Linked DNA regions of Mus musculus: region 1 is linked to region 2. The links are chromatin contacts, called in public Hi-C maps. All regions are on one chromosome and are shown on one strand. Each heading gives the region's core, a stretch centred on a gene start, on an enhancer-like site or on the middle of the called end of the contact. The rest is flanking DNA. Distances are from core to core; before and after follow the strand shown. Region 1 overlaps Anks1 (ankyrin repeat and SAM domain containing 1). Region 2 overlaps Nudt3 (nudix (nucleotide diphosphate linked moiety X)-type motif 3).

The links. A called contact is a pair of places that touch in the nucleus more often than the background predicts.
Region 1: a Hi-C map of embryonic stem cells shows a contact between it and region 2, with 2.0 times the contacts expected there. The contact joins two enhancer-like sites.

What each region holds. Positions count from the first base shown.
Region 1 is chr17:27,939,228-27,945,225 of GRCm38.p6, forward strand. The region is part of intron 1 of Anks1 (ankyrin repeat and SAM domain containing 1); the gene reads left to right. Among named protein-coding and RNA genes, the nearest start is that of Anks1, 33 kb to the left of the region's middle. Within about 2 kb of position 1,599, at least 43 of the 459 cell types and tissues checked have an H3K27ac peak or open chromatin away from gene starts, as enhancers often do. A contact at or near this core is called in embryonic stem cells, where this site is marked.
Region 2 is chr17:27,601,532-27,607,687 of GRCm38.p6, forward strand. All of the region lies in intron 1 of Nudt3 (nudix (nucleotide diphosphate linked moiety X)-type motif 3), which reads right to left. Among named protein-coding and RNA genes, the nearest start is that of Nudt3, 19 kb to the right of the region's middle. Within about 2 kb of position 2,175, at least 39 of the 459 cell types and tissues checked have an H3K27ac peak or open chromatin away from gene starts, as enhancers often do. A contact at or near this core is called in embryonic stem cells, where this site is marked.

The DNA of each region.
Region 1 (5,998 bases), core at 349-2,848, 340 kb after region 2:
TCAGGAACACAGACAAGATATGGACAGTCAGCAAGCATGATGGGAACTGTGCCAGCAGTATGTGTGTGTGAGAGGGTGTGTTTGTGTGTGTGTATGTGTGTGTGTGTGTGTGAGAGAGAGAGAGAGAGAGAGAGAGAGAGAGAGAGAAGAAAAAACATCTATTTTAGTGGCTTCTTTTCCCAAAGTTAAAAATAGTTAATCTCACCCTGTGTGTCTCCTCCCCCACCCCCCCAATCAGAGTAGCACAGAGGACACACAAGGGCTAGTTTGTTTCAGACTTTCTGTCAGAATACACTGTTGGGTAAAACATGTTTTCTTCTGAATGTTTTTCCAATAAGAAAACACAAGCAATTAGGAGCCAAGGTTTACTGTGAGTCTCTGGCTTTAATAGTAGCGGGCTATGCTAGTTAGTCACAATGGCAAAAAGTCTGCTTGTTATCCACAAATCACTAGGGTTCCAGCCTGTTAACATCACTACATTTCAATTTTCTATTTGTATTGCAGTTTTTCTTTTTCTTCTCTTTCCCAAATAGTGCCGGGTGATGCTCAACTCTCCATCCTTCTGACTACACACACACACACCCTCACACCTTCCCCAAGTAATGGGGTTACAGGCTGAAGCAGCACACAGACCTTCTGGTTGTATATTTTTATTTTATTTGATTCTTTTGTAACAGGGTTTATCTTTGTAGCCCTGGCAGTTTTACAACTTGCTTTGTAGACCAGGCTGGCCTTAAGAGTTCCTACTGCTTCTGTCTTCTTATGCTGGGGTTAAAGGCGATTGCCGACACACCCAACTTGTTTGCATATTAGAACAACAACAACAACAACTTAAGGCAGGACTGACCTCTGTTCTAACATCTGCCTGTGAAGAGATGTGTTTTCAGAAAAAAGAGACACAGCAGCATCTTCAGAGGCTTGGAGAACACAGCCTTCCCCACTGCCTTGAGTTTGCACAAAGGACCTTCTCAGTTGTTTTGTGACCCTCCTCCAATTTGTCTGTAGCTGCTTTTATACCTTGAAACTAGTACTTGGCACGTAAGAGCTCAGAGCCCTGGAGCCTGGGCAGTGTGGACATAAAATGTGTCCTCTCCGTGTCTATGAGGTGTGTCCACTCCTCACTTGTAGACACTGTCAGCAGTCTAGTGTCATTTAAAGGGTGCTCTGGCTTTTCCCAGCTGTGTTGCTGTGGAACTTGGCCCTTCTCTCCAGCTCCCAGGAGAAGGAAAGCTGCTCTGAAGGCTGCTAGGCACCAGAACCAGTGTCTGACTAGGGGCTTGGCCTGGCTTTCCGCTGTCTAAGCACTCCTAATGCTCAGCTTGGGGCGTGGCCGGGTGGGTCCCACTGCCATTTACGATCTTGGTGCAACACAAAGCCTGTTGTAAATACAAGTGTCAAGGGTTTTGGCTTGTTTTGGTTGTCCCTGCTTTGTGACCTTGGGCCAGTTAGCCTGGGACTCTGTCTCCTTGGAGATAATTGTATGTGTTTCTTATTAGGATCTAGTAATCAAAGATCCCTTGGAATGGTGAGTGGCACACAGTAGCTAATTAGCACTGCTGTCCCTAGCACAGAAGTGTGTGCACTCAGAGCATCTGGGTGCCAGAGGACGCAGAGAAGGAGGGAGGGGTGTTTGGACAGAAAAGGCATCCTTATTAGGGCTGGCAGAGAGGACATCTGGAGATGGTGCCCAAGCAAGGGGGCACCGTGCATAAGGGTACCGGTGGGAGAAGGGGTTTGATATATCTAAGAAGCCACCAGGAAACTGACAGGGTAGTGGAAAGTTAGACTGGGTGTGTGGTTTGGAGGCTAGGACATTAATTCACTCATAAATAGGCAGTAAAGGTTAGCCTTTGCAAGCCTGCTCTGTTCATGCAGGCTTGTATCTCAGGTACTTATAGGGCTGAGCAAGAGAATCAGTTCACAGCTGGCTTGAGTAACTTAAGAAAGACTACGTCTCAGTTTTAAAGTGAGACCTGGGGTGGCAGAGTGCTCACTTCCCATGAGTAAGGCCCCAGGTAGGTCCCACATTGACCAAGAAAACAGCAGCAGGCAGTCATTTAGAACACCAGGCTTCTAAGCTCTGGAACAGCAAAAGGATGCTGAAGTCCAAATAGATGAGTGAAGTGTTGAACGAGAGATGGTGACTGGGTGGAGGCCTGCCAGGAAGCCATTCTGACACCGAGTGTCCTTGGGCTGTGGGATAGAGAAAAGGAGTGCACAGCATGATCAGGATGGGAGGGCTGATGGTGCACAGGGAGACTGCAGGTACTCTAGACCTCCAGATCCACACAGATCGTGTGCATACGTTTTGTGTGTGTGTGTGTGTGTGTGTGTGTGTGTGTGTGTGTGTGTGTGTGTGTGTGTAGAGACAGACAGACGGGATGGGGAAGGGGGCAAGTTATTAGAATGAAACACTCCTCATGGGTACCTTATAACCGAGTGGAACCCTTCTCTGATCTGAGCTAGCTTCTCCAGTCTGTAGTGAGGATCCAGAAGCAGGAGGAGATGGAGCCAGTTCCTTCCTTGTGTGACTAGATGGCCTGCTTTGTGCTTTGTCAAGCTGGCCTGTTTGACAGCTTTTGCATCCTGGTGGCTGCTGTGTGGCTTTGCCCCCGCTGGAAGCTCTGCACCTCCAGAGACTGAGAATGCTGTTCTCCTGTCTGTGAGCAGAGCTGTTGCAGAGCAGGCCTGAGTCTAGCTGGCCTGGTCAGGCTGCTGTAGGCACTGTGCCCATTACATTTGAGACTGTGAAGGACAAGGCACAGCAGAAGGGAGAACAGGGTTTGATAGCCATAAGGTTTCTGGGGTCATTGGAGGAACTGGGATTTCACGCTTGCAATCAGCCTGTCAGGAATACTCTGTCACAGGCAAGCACCCTGGTGTCCCCAGGCAGAGGTATTAGTCTGGGCAATTTGGGAAGTATGTGTTCTCACAATGGAGAGTCTAGGTTGAAGCCACACCCAAGTCCAGGTTCTTGGTTGTTTGACTTTAAAACAACCCCTGGCCCCTGGTTTTTACTCACTGCCTTGTGCCTCACCCCATGCGCCATCCCTCATCTGGTCTTCACAGCCATCTTTCTGAGGGGGGGCACTTGTGTTGTGCCCCTGCCTGGCACTGTGACACCTACTGTGGGCCAGTTACCTTCCTTGTTCTGCAGGCGAGGAGACTGGGGCACATCATGGTGACACAGGTGCACCTTTGGAGGTCAGGGAGCTGACAGGGTGGCTCTTGCCTTCCACCACGAGAGTCCTGCTACTGTGCTCAGGTTGTCGGGCTTGGTGGCAAGCACCTTTACCTGCTGAGCCATCTCACCAGCCTCCAAATGCCTAGATTTTAAGGTTCAGACCCTAAAGTCCCTGAGTCAGGCACATGGCAACAGGATTTGGCATTTGAAATGAGCTGGGGCTATATTGGGAGAACCACCTCAGTAGAAGAGAGTTCAGAAGATCCTGCACCTACTGGGTAGGTGGTGGTTTGGTGGTGATGCCATGCTCAAACCTGAGCACATGCGCTCTACCACCGAGCCTCCGAGAGTGATTCCAGTCCAGCTTCCAGTGTACCTTGGGAGTGGGGTTACTTCTTGAGTGTAGTTTCTTCATGTATAAAGCAAAGGAAGCCAGGAGGTGGTGGTACACACCTTTAGTCCCAGCACTCGGAGGAAAAGGCAGGCGGGCCTTTGAGTGTGAGGCCAGCCTGGTCTACAGAGTGAGTTCCACGACAGCTAGGGCTACACAGAGAAACCCTTGAAAAACCAAAAAAGAAAGAAAGAAGAAGTGCAGTAAAACAGAGGAATTGGCCTGGATGCTTTCCCAGATCCTTCCTCACCAAAGCCTCGGGTTTCTAGAATTCTCCCTGTGACAAACAATGAGATAAGCAAATGTGGGCTGGAGAGATGGCCCAGCAGTTAAGGGCACTGACTGCTCTTCCAGAGGTCCTGAGTTCAAATCCCAGCAACCACATGGTGGCTCACAACCATCTGTAATGAGATTTGATGCCCTCTTCTGGTGTGTCTGAAGACAGCCACAGTGTACTTACATGTAATAATAAATAAAACTTTAAAAAAAAAAGAGAGAGCAATAAGCAAATGTTGTTGTGGTGTTTGTTCAGATAATATCTGCTATTTAGATACATGATGTATCATGCATTCAGGTGTGGGTGTGGGTGTGGTATCTGGGAATTGAACCTAGGGCCTGACGTGTGTTAGGCAAGTATTCTACCACTGGTCTTTATTCCCAGCCACCCCCACCCTTACAGCCGCTCTTTTCAAAGGTCACATATCACAGTGTTGGCCTGTGTAAGGACACAGCTCTGGCCGGGCTTGGTGGCGCATGCCTTTAATCCCAGCACTTGGGAGGCAGAGGCAGGTGGACTTCTGAGTTCGAGGCCAGCCTGGTCTACAGAGTGAGTTCCAGGACAGCCAGGGCTATACAGAGAAACCCTGTCTCGGAAAACCAAAAAAAAAAAAAAAAAAAGAAAAAAAAAAGAAAAAGGACACAACTCCGTAGTTTATAGCATACCACAGGTATGTACAATATCACCATACTCTCATTTATAGTCACCCCCACAAAGAAATCCTGTACCAGTTAGGATTCAAGTCACCTGTTTCTGCAGCACCTCCCACCATAAGCGCTGTGGCCTGTCTTTTGTGGGGTGCTGCCCGTGTGAGCAGGTCTGTCACTTACCGTTAGATGTTTGAAGCTCATCCACGGTGAAGTCGGATGCAGCCACACTACTTCTGCATGTCAGTAATACTGTGCTGTACTGACTGGCACACTGTATTTTGGTCACTTTTTCATTAGCCGACATGTTATGTGGAAGTAGGCCTATGTTTTTCTCATAGTAAATTGCTGAATTATGTGGTAATAATATATTTAACTTTCTGAAGACCTGCCAGGGTTTCCTACGTGGCTTTATCATCTCCTTGTCCTCCTAGGAGTCTGAGGGTCCCGGAACCTGTGTCCTCACGCCTGTTATCATCTGTTTTTATTCTATCGGGTTGTTTTGTGTTTATTTTTCAGGTTTTTTTGAGATACAGTTTCTCTGTATAGCCCTGGCTGTCCTGGAACTCACACTGTAGACTAAGCTGGCCTCGAACTCAGAAGTCCGCCTGCCTCTGCCTCACAAGTGCTGGGATTAAAGGCGTGCACCACCACCTCGGGCTACTTTAGCTGTTTAAAATGGGTATATATTATTTTCCTTCAAAGGTGAACTCTTTTTTTTTTTAAAGATTTATTTATTTATTATATGTAAGTACACTGCAGCTGTCTTCAGATACTCCTGAAGAGGGTGTCAGATCTCATTAGAGGTGGTTGTGAGCCACCATGTGGTTGCTGGGATTTGAACTCAGAACCAGTGCTCTTACCCGATGAGCCATCTTGCCAGCCCCCAAAGGTGAACTCTTTTTTTTTTTTTTTCTTTTTTCCTTTTTTTTTTTTTTTTTTTTTTTTTTTCGAGACAGGGTGGGTTTCTCTGTATAGATCTTGGCTGTCCTGGAACTCTGTAGACCAGGCTGGCCTCGAACTCAGAAATCCGCCTGCCTCTGCCTCTGCCTCCCAAGTGCTGGGATTAAAGGCGGCTAAAGGTGAACTCTTAACTGTGTTCTTCAGGATAACCATAAACTTTTCAGCTCAGAAATCCTCCTGCCTCAGTCTCTGGCATAACTTGGAGGAACTACTAAGTGGCTATATACAGTGATTTTAAAAAACAAAACTGTTTACTTCATAGGTAACAATATCAAACATCTCTCTTCACGGGTTTATCAGCCATTTGTGTAACTTCTTTGGAAGGTAAATGTCTTTTCAAAGCCCTTGGCTGTATTGGAATTGGTCTGCTTTTGAATTAGAGTCATAATGAGTGCGCTCTCTTCGAAAGTTTCGTTTGAGAGTCCAAAACTCCACTCATGTCATTGGCCACTCTATCGCTGCTTTTGTAGACTAAACATTTCTGTCTAAGAAGTTTTGAGATCAGCAATCTGCAGTGGAAGCATAAAATGATGTGG
Region 2 (6,156 bases), core at 925-3,424:
GCAGGGTTTGCCCACCATGTGTGCAATGCTAATCTGGTTCCCAGAGCCTCATAAAATCTGAGATAGATAAAGCAAGCAAGCTCATCCTGTCTGCACCGGGGAGGTGGGAAGGTGGGGAGGTGGAGGCTCATGGTTACCCTCTGCGACACAAGAAAGCTTCGTGAGGTCTGGCTTCAACCCCACCCTACCACAGCCAAAACAAACAAACCAACAAACCAACAAGCAAACCAAAAGACTACTGTATTTAGCAGAGGAGAGTCCAGACAAGACCCTCAGGCTATAGATCTATAACTTCGGCCATGGTTGGGGTTTATAGCCTTATAATCTGAAGGGTAACAGAGGATCAGGAAGCTGAAATAGAGTTTGGGAGCACACAGTTACAGCTCTAGATGAAGCAAGCCTCCCCACGCTTTGCCTGGGACAACAGGAAATGTTTAAAAGGTGGGACCTCCCTATGAAGGGTATTAAATACAAACCATTTTCAAAGATGGTGGAGAATGCCTGTAACTCTAGTACTCAGTAAGCTGAAGCGCGCGCGCCAATCTTAAATTTGAAAGCAACATCAACTGTAGAGCAAGTTCCAGACCAGCCTCCGGCAAGACCCTGTCTCAATCAGAAAGCCAAAGGGGCACACTGACAGAAAGGGGCTGCCTAGGAAAATGTCATTCTAGCAAAGGAGGCCCAGCGGCAACTCCAGCTGATGGGACTCAACACGGTCCACATGGTGCTGGTCCACAGGTGCACAGGACTAAAGACTGAAGGACGGGGGCTGGCAAGATGGCTCAGCGGGTAAGAGCACCAACTGCTCTTCTGAAGGTCCTGAGTTCAAATCCCAGCAACCACATGGTGGCTCACAATCACCCTCTTATGGTATCTGAAGACAGCTACAGTGTACCTACGTATAATAATAAATAAATCTTTAAAAAAAAAAAGACTGAAGGACGATAAAGGTTCAAACTATGGTCCAAAAGATAAGAGCGAGGCCAAGCAATGCACTGCGGAGTTACATCTCCTCCAGGGTCCCACGGAGGCTGAGTGAGGCTGCTGTGGATGCAATGAATGTAGGCCTTCTGCTGAGGGATGGAAGCTACAGCACCGAGGGACGTTGGTCCAGGCTATACAGGCTGCAAAGGCCAAAGCCACCACGCGCCCCCAGACACCAGACCCAGAACTAACTACAGAATTTGGATGGCTCTCCTGGGTCCAGTCTCCATGACAATCCTGCTGCTGGCTCACACTGGCAATGTGCACTGTCACCAGACACTGGAAGTCTGTAACACTCTGTTTATATCCTCGCCCCGCACTGTTTTGCTTCTTTGTTTTTGGCCCTCGGGGACCGAGCCTTCATGGGCACAGGCTCTACTACTGAGCGGCATCTTCCTCCTAAGGGTGAACTTTAGAACTGTGTTTGCAATGGTTAAGACTTGAGACTAGTCAGGAGGAACTGAATTCATTTGCATTATAAAGATGGCTATGGTGACCCTTTGGGGGACATGGGCAGAATAGTCTGAGACTACAGGCTCTTGCTTGGTCCCTGGCTTTGCATTACAGTATCAAACACTGGGAGGGCCTTGCCTTCAGCATTAACTCATAAGGACAGGCCTTTCATGCTCTAACCTGTCTGTCTCTATTTCCTGTATTCTCTGCTTCCTGGGTCATTGGTGTGTGAGGGGCAACAGTCCTCACCAGACAGCCCCTGCCCCACCTGCTGTGACAGCCCATAATCTACATCAACAAAGTCAACTTTCCCTCCCAGGATTATTTCAGTCAGGCCTGTGAACTGAAAGGCTACACTCTCCAGACTTCACTAAGGACTCCTCCAGGGCCACACCACCACTACTACAACAACAATACACACCATTAGCAGGGTGTGGTAGCGCACGCCTTTAGTCCCAGCAATGGGGAGGCAGAGACCAGGAGACCTCTGAGTTTGAAGCCAGCCATGGCTACTGTTACCTGGGTCGTTTCCCAAGTTAACCCTGCTTAGTGACTCTCATCATCTACTGGCATTTAAACACTTCCACCCAAGGATGGCAGCTGTGCAAGAGACCCCTAAAGGGAAGGAAATCAGGGCACATTTACGCATGTGCCTGCAGTACTGAGACACAACGACCCTGTGTGCCAGCTACGATGGAGAAGGAAGCAGGCTTGTCACTTAAGGGTAAGGAGCATGCTCAGCTGCTGTGGGAGATTAGGGCATCTTGGCAGTGCGACAGGGCCCCAAAATAGATGCATTCAGTACATATACAGGAGAGGTCTGAGCGGCACGTATTTTTAGTAGCGGCATGCTTACAACTTTTACACGTCCAGGTGAAAATTAACCCAGCCAACAGCCTTCAGAAGTGGCTGCTGCTCCCGCACACTCTCAGAGCCCAGGACTCTGGACATACCCTGTAACCTACTTCAACTGGACATCAAGAATTAAGGAAGAGAGGGCTGGTGTGACGGCCTAACTGGCAGAGAGAGATAGGCCAGCACTTGCTGAGCAAGCTTGCCGATCTGAGTCAGACCCTGGGGACCCACATCAACAGCAGGGCACAGCGGTGCCTATCTGTAATCCCAGCTTTCCTAGACGAACGACAGAGACAGTAAAACTGACCACAGCAGAGCTCCACTGTACAGCAGCATGAGAAAGAACGAGAAAGTGAGCACTGAGGCACACAGCACATATGGACGTGCACGTGCACAGACGACGACGACGACGACGACGATGATAGTAATGTTTCTGGAAATGTACCCCCTGCTGGCCTATAACCTGAGACACAGACAAGCTAGACCCAAACTCACAAAGCTCCACCTGACTGCCTCCCAAGCACTGGGATTTAAGATGTGCACCACCATGCCTGGTTCAATTAAAAAAAAAAAAAACTGAAGTAGGATGACAAACATATTTCAAGTTATTGTAGATGTTCATTTTGTTTTGCTTCTGTTCTTCAAGACAAGGTTGCTCTGGGTAGGCTTTGCTTTACAGATGAGGCTGAACCCGAGGCCTGCCTGCCTCCTGAGTGCTGGCATCAAAGGAGTGTGCACGCCACTACTGCCCTGCAGACAGAAGACTGTAGCTGTGACCGAAGCTGAAGGATTAAGTTCCTGCTCTCTTCTAGCAACTACACTTGCTTGGTCCTCGGCACTACACAATCTCCCGAGTCACTTCAGTATTTCCAACTCCTGGTCACCAAGTGCTCTCCCTTCTGTACATTTACATTTCTTAGGACTTTTAATTCTGCATATGCATGTGTTCTATGCAGGGGATACTTTGGTGCACATGTATCCATGGAGCAAAGAGAGGGCATCCAATTCCCTGGAGCTGAACTCACAAGTGGTGGGTAGGAAGCCTGAGCTCTCACACTGTTGACAAGTGACTTGTTTCCAGACTTTTACATTGGCAAAGATAGCAAGGTGCTTGAGTGTAAGCTTTGGATGGAATGTAAGCTTTAGAACGAAGAGACTCTAAACCCTGTGAGATAAGCCTGGAAAATAAATAAATAAATATGCAATAAGCCCTGTCCCTCTCCCTAGCTATGAGGGCTGGCTGGGAAACTAACTCTGGCTCTCTGGAAGAGCTGCGAGCCATCCTTGCTTTGTAGGTGAATGTACTGTGTCTGTATTGGAGCCTGAGGAGGAGATCAAAGGTGGGCACCAGATCCCTGGATCTGTGACTGTGAGGGAGTGCAAACCACCATGTGTGTGTGTGTGTGTGGGGGGGGGGGGGGTTGGGGGACTGGGAATCAAAACCAGGTCCTCTGCAAGAGCCACTTCTCCAGCATCTCTCCCTATAAAGTCACCAGCCTTCAGATAGTCACAGCTGAGTCTTGGTTACTCTGCATGGCCAACTGTGATCTTAAAGGTACATATGAAACACACTCACGTCCAATCAATCAGTAAAGGACTGGCAGGGCCCGATGCTGACAAGTGACTTGTTTCCAGACTTTTACATTGGCAAAGATAGCAAGGTGCTTGAGTGTAAGCTTTGGATGGAATGTAAGCTTTAGAACGAAGAGACTCTAAACCCTGTGAGATAAGCCTGGAAAATAAATAAATAAATATGCAATAAGCCCTCTGCAAAAAAAAAAGTAAAAGTTGCCTAATTGCACTTCTGAGAGGAATCTCTAGCAGTCAAATTCACAGAGAAAGGCAGCTGCCCAGGGCTCTGAAGTTAAGGACTGCCTGGGAGGGTACAAGGTTCTTGCGTGGAACATAGAAGGGGGTTGTCCTGCAGCTGGCAGTGGATACTGGCTACAGAACTGTGTGGCTGTAATGAATGCTGCAGAGCTTTTACAATAAAAATTTTATATTATGTATATCTTGCCACAATTTTAAAGCATTTAAAATAAATTAGGAAGTTTGTACTGTCATGCTTTACCAAATAAATAAAAAGATTAAATATAAGTACCACCTGGAATGACCATGTAGTTTTAAACTGCCTGGCGAGTATGATTCCAACGTGTGAGGCTGCCCTCGCCTCACTCCTGCTGGCTTGGTATACACTGTGCTCCCGGCAGCACTATTTCCCTGAATAGGGACAAGATGTTTGAGAAGGACAACGGTCCATTTATGGGATTGGGCTGCCTCAAAAGACCTCCATAGCCTGTATCGCGGCAGAGAACCTTGTAGGTCTCAGCCGTCCCCACTGCCGCTGGAGACCACATGGACGCTCATGCTCCATGCTGTGGCCAGGTGCCACAGGGAAGGTGAGGGTCCGTGCTCCCTCTGGCATAGCAGACTGTGAAGGGCAAGGAAGCCATTCCTGCAGTGCTATCGAAGACTGAACATGCAGTTGAGAAAGATGAATATAAAGGGCTTCTGGGAACAACAACCTTCACCCACTGCATTCCCCCAAAACTTGACAGCCTCTAGAGAAAGCCATCAAGGATAACTCCACCGAGGCAGCTCTGGCAGGAGCGCAGGTGTCTGTTGGGGCTCCAGGGCATGGGCAATGGAGTTTAATAAGCATGCTCCAGTCAACATATGAACAGCATCAAATGGTATTTATTTATTTATTTTGGTTTTTAGAGACAGGGTTTCTCTGTGTAGCCCTGGCTGTCCTGGAACTCACTTTGTAGACTAGGCTGGCCTCGAACTCAGAAATCCGCCTGCCTCTGCCTCCCAAGTGCTGGGATTAAAGGTGTCCGCCATCAAGCTTTTTCCCCCTTTGTTATTTTAGTGGGGAGGAGGCCATGGGAGAGGGGCGGGCGTGCGAGGACTAGGAGGCAAGTGCATAAGGGTGCATGATGTGAGGGTTCAAAGAATCAATAAAAATATTACATTAAAGGAGAGTGTAGCCCAGCGAGTCCTGTGCGTGCTTCCCCACCCGCTCTGCAGCTCACAGAGTCCCTCAGAATCCAGCTGCTGCTTTCCTGCCCAGGCCACACAGACAAGGGCAGTTCGTCTAATTACCATACCCTGCAACAGGCCTATAAGCGCATCTATTAAATACTGCTCATGTTCTGGCCTTTTTCTAAACAAAGCCACCCAGTCTGTGACAGTGTTTCTGAGCTCGGTTATCTGCAAGCAGAGGCCTTGGTTTTGTTCAAAAGGGCCCAACAAGAAGCCACTGCTTAGTGGCGCAAGCCTTTAATCCCAGCACTCAAGAGGCAGAGGCAGGCAGATTTCTGAGTTCGAGGCTGGCCTGGTCTACAGAGTGAGTTTCAGGACAGCCAGGGCTACACAGAGAAACCCTGTCTCAAAAAACCAAAAAAAAAAAAAAAAAAAAAAAAAGAAGCCAATGCTTAAAAAAATCTTACTGCCTGGTGCAGTAGGGCACGCAGGCCTTTAATCCTAGCACTCGGGAGGCAGAAGTAGCTCTGTGAGTTCTAGACCAGCATGGACTACAAAGAAGCCCAGGATAGCCAGGGCTATCTCAAAACAAAACAAAAAGTTGTTGAATAATCTATGACTGTCTAAGACTTCCAAAAGAAATCTTAATATGCTAATATATCTATATTGGGCTGGAAAATGGCTTAACTGGATGCAGACCTTGCCAAGTAAGCCTGAAGACCTGAATTTAAGCGTTCTCTCTCTCTCTCACACACACACACACACGAAAAAGAAAAACAGAAAAGGAAAAGGGGAGAAAAAGCACGGCTAGGCTGGAGAGACAGCTCAGCAGTGAAGAGCACCCACATGACAGCTGACAACTAATGTCTGTAACTCCAC